Linked DNA regions of Xenopus laevis: region 2 is linked to region 1. The links are chromatin contacts, called in public Hi-C maps. All regions are on one chromosome and are shown on one strand. Each heading gives the region's core, a stretch centred on a gene start, on an enhancer-like site or on the middle of the called end of the contact. The rest is flanking DNA. Distances are from core to core; before and after follow the strand shown.

What was found. Hi-C and Micro-C count contacts between places; a contact is called where the count stands out from the background.
Region 2: a Hi-C map of animal cap shows a contact between it and region 1, with 6 times the contacts expected there. The contact joins the enhancer-like site here to the promoter of foxg1.L in region 1. A contact is called at or near these places in 2 of 4 Hi-C or Micro-C datasets (the XL177 cell line and animal cap).

The regions. Positions count from the first base shown.
Region 1 is chr8L:104,990,670-104,994,643 of Xenopus_laevis_v10.1, reverse strand. It overlaps foxg1.L (forkhead box G1 L homeolog), which reads right to left and starts at 2,258. Exons shown (of 1, transcript NM_001085696.1): 1 at 646-2,258. The coding sequence starts at 1,966. The coding sequence ends at 656.
Region 2 is chr8L:105,393,499-105,397,472 of Xenopus_laevis_v10.1, reverse strand. No RefSeq gene overlaps it. Among protein-coding and RNA genes, the nearest start is that of prkd1.L, 110 kb to the left of the region's middle. Within about 2 kb of position 1,807, at least 3 of the 7 cell types and tissues checked have an H3K27ac peak or open chromatin away from gene starts, as enhancers often do. A contact at or near this core is called in animal cap, where this site is marked.

The sequences.
Region 1 (3,974 bases), core at 1,009-3,508:
TCGTCCTCTCATTGTTATGGTATCAGTAGGCTTGACTGCATGATCTACAACCCAATCTTTGGTCTAAAAGTAAACAAAACAAAAACCCAGCTTTTTTTTTTTTTGTCATGATGATGAAAGGATACATATTTAATGGGCAAAAAAATAGATATATTTATTGTGCAGTCGTATTGAAATGACAGTTAGATACAAATTAGCATTTTGCAGGCTGCTGAGAGTATATATAGTTTTTTTTTTGTTTTTTTTTTAGTATTGGTTGCTCGTCATTAAGAATATTTTTTTTAGCTAGTTCCAGTAATAATAATAATGATCATAATACTGCAGACATGGGAGTGGGGCTGTTTAACAGAAGTAGAATGCAGAGCAGTCACTAGTTTGGAGTCACACAAGACAAGGGTCACCACTATCACCACCAGCCTGGCTGCTCCCACATGACCCACTTGCTTGGACACCACACCTTATCTCAGCAATACAGAAGCCTAGAGACTCAACAAACGTACAGAAAATAAGGGGGGACTTCATAAAAAATACTTGTCTTTTTATGTATTTTTTTTTGTTTGTTTGTTCGCTTGCTTATGTTTTTTGTTTTCCTTTCACTTCTCATGTACAATGGAAATGTGTGTAAAACGTTCACTTACAGTCTTGTCCCATGATGTTAATGTATCAAAGAGTTGGACGAGGAGCCCTGATTTTGATGTGTGAAATAATCGGAGAGTCCTCCTGAAAGTCCTGTAGTGAAGCTTGGCAAGGCAGGTCTGAGGGACTCACAGGGGAGAGTGGAGGGAGCCTGGGGGGAGGTGGAGGATGAAGCCGCCCTGGCTGCCATAGAAGTGCTGCTTTGAGAGGTGATAGAGGGGTGAGGTACATGGGGGAAAAAGTAGCCCGTTTGTCCAGCCAAAAGGTTCACAGAGCAAGGGTTTAAGGAGTAGGTGCCTGAACAAGGCACAGGGAGGCCGCATGGCACTGAGGCAGCCAGGGCGGCTGCAGTAAGATGATGGGTGGCATAAGGGATCTCACCGTTGACCAGTCTGTCTACACTCAGGCCATTGGACGTGGAGAAAGAATGGTTGTTGCCCAGGGAGTTTTGAGTCAAGACTGAGCTGTAGGGCATGGGGTGGCTGGGGTAAGCTGAGGTGGTCCCATTGTAGCTCAGGGTGCTGCTGGCCCTTGGGTGGTGCAAGGAGAGGAAGGGGGACATGGGCCAGTACAGGGAGCCCGCTCTATCCATAAAGGTGAGTCCGGTGGAGGTGAGTCTGGCCCCGCGTTTAAACGCCAGCTTAGCCCTGGAGGTGGTCGATCTCCGGCGCAGTTTGCCGGTGGTGCCGCCAATGAACACATCGTCGCTGCTCGGGTCCAACATCCAGTAGTTGCCCTTGCCGGGGTCATCGTAATGCCGGGGCACCTTGACGAAGCACTTGTTGAGGCTGAGGTTGTGGCGGATGGAGTTCTGCCAGCCCTGCTTGTTCTCCCGGTAGTAAGGGAAGTTTTTCATGATGAACTCGTAGATGCCGTTCAGGGTGAGGCGTTTCTCCGGGCTCTGGCGGATGGCCATCATGATCAGGGCGTTGTAAGAGAACGGGGGTTTCTCGTATTTGCCGTTCTTCTTGTCGCCGCCGTCTTTGCCGCTGTCACCGTCTTTGCCGTCCACTTTCTTATCGTCGATCTTGTCCTTGTCTTCCCCCGGCAGCTCGGAGGCGGCTGGATCCCCCTTGCCCGGGGGTAGACTCTCTGTCTTCACTTCCAGGAGGCTCTTGTCCAGCTCGTCCTCTTCCTGGAGGGGTCGGTGGTGAGGCTGGAGGTGATGCTGCTGGGGCAGCTGGAGATGCTGCGGCTGCTGCTGGTGATGATGGTGATGGTGAGGCTGAGGGTGGTTGTCATTTTGCACGGCTTCAGGCACTAGGCTGTTGATACTGAACGATGACTTGGGGATCATTTTCACTTCCTTCCTATCCCCCATGTCCAACATATCACAAGGCTTTGCAGCAGGAACACTGGCGTCAAGTCGCAAAGTCGCAGCCGCAAGAACTCTTTCGCCACCGCTGTCTCGTAAGTCATGAAGCAAAAAAAAACCCAAAAAACAGAACGCGCGTAATATCGGCGTCAATTAAAGGTCTGCTCGGATGGCAGAGACATAGAAACAGAATCAGGGGAGGAAAAAAAAATATATGCAGCAAACTACTTCATGTCCCTTCAAAATAAACACAACAAGCGTCCCCTCTGTGCATCTAGAGTAAGACAGCTATAGCTACAATTAATTCCAGACCCACAGACACCAGCCTGGGGAAAAAAGAAGAATTTGCTTTAACCTTTGCATCTTGGATCCAATGAGAGAGCTCAGAGTGCACGGACGTTCCTTACTCCTCCAGCCAATCACAGGCCGCATACTTCCAAAGGCCCTCCCTCTTTCTCACTCTCCCTCCCCCCCAACTCCTTTGCCTTGCGGAGAGATATGGGAGGGAATCTCTTTACCTCTCCTCCTCCCCCTCTCTGCTTCTTTCCCTACCAAATATCTGCCATTGCTTTCATCCCACTGTATTGGACCATCTCACTTTTATACGTCAATATTTTCTCTTATTGATTAAAGTTTGTTTATACCTTTTTTTTTTTTTTTTTTTTTAGGGAGAAAATAACCATGGAGGGAAGAAAGTGGAAGAATCAAGGGACTACTTTTTCCAGCCTTGGGGGAAACTGAGGTTTTTTTTTTTTACTGAGCGATTGTAGCGATTTGATTTCCACAATTGAACAGTGTCGAATCGAGAGATTTCTTTATTTGTTCTAATACGTAACGATGTGGAAGGCGCCTCGTTTTGGGGGATTCTTTTAGGGGCAGGGGTGCATGTCTCTGTGTTTAGCAGGCGCTTCTCTGGGTTCAGGGAGGGAGCATTAACACATGTTTACGCTATAAAGCATGACAATCTGGCGTTTTACCTTCATTGTACTCATATTTTACTATCTGCAGCGATACCCCCCTTTTTCACGGTCAAATGGACCAGCTGCACCTTCAGTGGCTCTTCTAACAACAAGGGAGGGGGGGAGCTTGTTTCCTTTGCCTTATTCTGAGTGTTTTATTTCCCCCAGATCCCAAGCTATGATTAAACTAATGCTGTAAAACGTTAAATATCATCTGCCATTGAAATCATCGCTGCTTTCCCATCTTTAATTGTACAAATACGTTTCTTTCTCAACCAGGAATACCCCCATCCACCCCCTTTTGACTGTCAGGTGGGCCAGCTGCACCTTCCGCGGCCTTTCAGGGAGGGGAGGAGAGGCTTGATTTCTTTTGCTTTATTTTTTAAGTGTTTTTCTCAGATTCCACGCTATGATTATACCAACTCTGTAGAATGGTTAATATTATAAATTCATGAGTCTGAATTTCCAATCTTGCCTTGATTGTGGCGCCACGTATGGAATGATTAATATTATGTATGCATGATACACGCCAGTAGCCTTGATTATTTCTATAGGGAAAAAAAATCCACTGCAGAATGTGCCACTCATCTGCACCTCCCTAAGCTTTGTCTGTTTGTCTGCTCTATAAATAAATGTATATGTATACAGACATATCTTTATATCTATAGCTATGTCAATATATATATATATATATATATATATAAAATATATATCGTTATCATATATATATATATATATATATATATATATATATATATATATAAAAATATATATATCGTTATCATATATATATATATATATATATATATATATATATATATATATATATATATATATATATATATATATATATATATATATATGTCAATAGATAGATATATAGATATATATAGATAGATATATAAATAGATATAGATAGATAGATAGATAGATAGATAGATAGATAGATAGATAGATGATAGATAGATAGATAGATATTGCTGAGCCCTATGTATTCAGCGATTCTTTGCGTTTTCAATAGGATGTTGTGTGATTCCAACTGAATGACTTTGTGTCTTGCCACT
Region 2 (3,974 bases), core at 558-3,057, 400 kb before region 1:
AAGCCATTATATAAAAATGTGCTGAAACTAAACATGCAGGCACCTTCCAGGAGGTGGCACCATTCACAAGGCAATTTTTCAATTCTTCTTAAATTGCCCTGCTGTGGCCCTTTAATACATAACAGAAAAATTAATGAAAACAATGCAGCAAGTATTGAAAAAAACTTGAATATTGGTTTGTCATTAGAGGGTCAGATATTCAAAATACTAATTTTCCATTGCTTATAAATAATAATAATAACAATTTTAAAAAAAGTAATAATTACATCCCGGTTTTTTTGAAAGTCATGAATTTGGATGCCTTACACTAGAGTCCTGCGCGGGTCCATTTTTTGGGACCCGAACCCGACCCCTACCTGCAACCTTCAATCTCCAACCTGGACCCACAACCCACATTCTTACCCGCTTGGACCCACTACCTGACCCTACCCGCAAGTACCTTATCCGCAACCCGCTGACCATCAAGAATCAGGAAGTGGTTTCATTGGACACCGGAAATGACATCATCGGAAGTAGACGTGATCAGGAAAAAAAGGAGTAAAACAGGAAGTGCTTTCATTGTAAACCAGAAGTAACATCATCGGAAGTAGACGTGGTCAGAAAAAAAGGAGTGAATATCGATATTGAGAAGACCCGCGGCCCGACCCGCAACCTACAAACCCGCAGAACCGCCGACCCGCAGGTATACCCGCACCTGGAACTTAAACGAAACCTGCAGGTTTTTGCAGGTAACCCGCGGGTACCCGACCCGCTGCAGGACTCTACCTTACACTGTGCATTACTATCAGTCTTGCTATGGGACAGCTCTTAATGATGGATGGCAACATATATATGAGTTATAACCTGCAGCACTAATACTCTTATTGAAAAGCCTCTCTCAGTATCCACTGAGAGCTGGAGGCTGGGAGTATCTGGTTAGTCCTCATATAGAGTATGTCCCAGGGGTTGGAGCTGCAATTTACTTACTGTATATACTACAATATATGGGTCTGCAAGGAGTTTAGAAGATAATTAATTATCGATTCATTTATATGAATATGTTTAAACAAATTGGTAACAATCCATTCATCATCTTGGTTTAATTTGTATGCAAAGTAGATATACGGGTACAGTAGGTAAAAACTACCAACTTATTACCCCAAGTGATATAAAAAGATATTTCATTCTGCTGTAAAATATGAAGGGCGTGTAGCATGTCCCATAAAGGCCCACAACTCTCCAAAGGCCTCTGACATGCTGGGAGCCCTACTGAGTGAGGCAGAATTGCCCACCTACAGCCCTCAGTAGTGGGATCTCTGTGCTACTATAGCTAGATTCTAATGGAGCCTGGGGATGCAGAGATTTTAGCAAAGCTCTTCATTATTTCTAGGGCAGATGCTAGAAAAATGTGACCAAGATGCTTATGAAAAATGGATTGTTATTGGCTGAACTCGTTCCCATGCTACAATAGTTGAATATATACTGTATTACGCAGAGGTGCTGATAGGTCACTGCCTGCCTTGCATTGGTTAAAAAGCAAAGACAGAACAAATAGACCCCAGATACATGGATCCAATAGTTGTTTAAAACATTCAAGTGACCTGGAAAAGCAGAGTTAAATACCAGCTAAATACACATTATTCTAAGGGATTAAAATAGGATCTGACCACCCCCCCTCCCTTAGGGGATGACATTTTGGATAAGTAGCAAGAAGGAGGAGGGGTGTTTGGCCACAGGAAATAGAAACAATTGTACAGAGAAGAGATGTGGTAATTAGGGAATTGTTGATTAAGCTCATTCCTGCCTGAGGTCAATGCACACCTGCATGGAGCTCCAGGGTATGATCAGCTCAGAGAGCAAAGCATGGAGAACATTGTTCTAAAGCTCAGCCGGGGCTTCCTGTGTCCCTGCTCTTTGACTAGCCGAGAATGTGAGCTCATGGCCAGTTAAGGAATTCTTCACCTTCCAACACTTTTTTTCAGTTCAGTTGGTTTCAGATACTTCACCACAAATAAAACTTTTTTTGATCCACCTTCTATTTGTCTAATACTTTAGACTTTCTTACGTCTTTCTGATTCTGTAAACTGTTCTAAATTGCTACATGTATGACACATATCTTATATTTGTCCCTGCTGAGCAAAATCCCTGAGTTTCATTAAAGGCAGCTGGAAGAATTGATACAATAGTTGCTAATATACCACAGTGGCTGCTGATAAGTGTATCAAAACTTGATCACTGAGCTGCCAGAGACAGGAATATTAAACTTCAATTTGAGAAAAACGGTAAAAAATAAAAAATGCAAAGCAATTGAAAGAAAGTCTTTATTTCTGCTGAACAATCTGAAAACAATTAACCTAAGTTAGTTTTAGTTTTAGTGTTTGGAAAGTGAACAACCCCTTTAACAAATGGGATTGCATTCTGAGTTTCTCTCTCTGGTTTTCATATGGATACACTTAGAGTTTAAGCTCTGCAGGGCAGGTACCTCCTTCCCTTTATTGTGCATATGTATTTTTATTTACTGCTGTGGTTCTCTCTTGTTTGTGCTATTACTGTATTGTAAACATCCATGGAGCTGCGTACACAGTAGTGCTGTACAAACAAAAGTATACAGGCATACACTTAAGAGTTTAACATTGCTTGATAACTACTGTAAAGGTTCTTGGGTTCCACAATTCCACTAAACATCAGTGCAGATATTCAGGTTTATAAGATATCCAAACACACTGCTATTTAAACCCAGTGTAGGAGTGCAACATTCCCCGATCAGGTGACCGATATCCCAAATTATATGCTTTAGAATCTTGGAAATTGAGGAGAGCACTCAAATAGCATATCATATGCTGTAAAAATTATTTTATAGCTGACTACCAATACAAGACATGTTTCGGGCCTTATGTGCCCTTGATCAAGTGTGATAAAGGGCACATAAGGCCCGAAACATGTTGTGTATTGGTAATCAGTACAGATCAACATTGGATCTTGCACTCCCCATCCAGTTCATGGTCACCATTTTCTTGGCATTGTATTATAGGATTTTGAAAAAAAGACCTGCTAGAGAGGGAACTTTCAGGGTGCAAAGGATTACTTAAGATACAAAATTTGACTTGCAGAATATGCAGATACAGAAACATAAAAGTCAGGGTAAATCCACTTAAAAATGGTTATTCCTCCCTTTTAACAGTGCACATCATTGACTGGAATTACTGTGAATTTGCTATAAGTATAAATGAAGTGCAGTGAGAAGTCATTGAAGTCATTGAATTTCTGCAGGAATTCTAGTTTAAGTAATGTTTTTAGCAAACGACAAAAGTGTTTAATGAACTTTCCATTTACAGTACATACAAAGGTTTGAAAACATTCCTAACAGGAGAGTATCATAACATTAGCAGCTGCTTAAAGGTTACTAACATGTCTAAAAAAAACGAAACTGCAAAATATGTTAACACGTCTGCAGTGAAGAATAAGTGCTGCAAAGCCGTTACCTCAAACTTGGGCGTTTTAGTGTTCTGCTCTACAACACGATCAACCCTGTGCCATAGCTTTATTTGTACAGTGGAGTCAGAATTATATTTACTATAGACAGCAATCACACAGCCTTTGGATAACTCCCAGGATGCTCAGCTGACTGATTAACTGGTTTCCCCATCTGTGAGATGGGGAAAATTGTGCCATCAGCTAGTGCTCATATATGGCTGCAAATCTTTAGAAGGACCCTTGATTATAGATTTCTTACTTTAAATGGATCCAGTGTTTTCCTCTAGGTACAATAGGAATAAAGGGTGATTAATAACAGACATTTCCATAAATTATATATGATTTGAGAGCATGGAAAACTCAATAGTTCTAATGCTGATCCTTCAAGTTGATATTTCTGTACTAGTCAAGCATGGCCATAGGAGGACAAGGTCTTTAGATGTCAAATTTCTGCTCACACTCCGGATATTTATTTTTACTGCAATTCCTTTCCCAATAGACTGTTAGGCAATTGTATAATT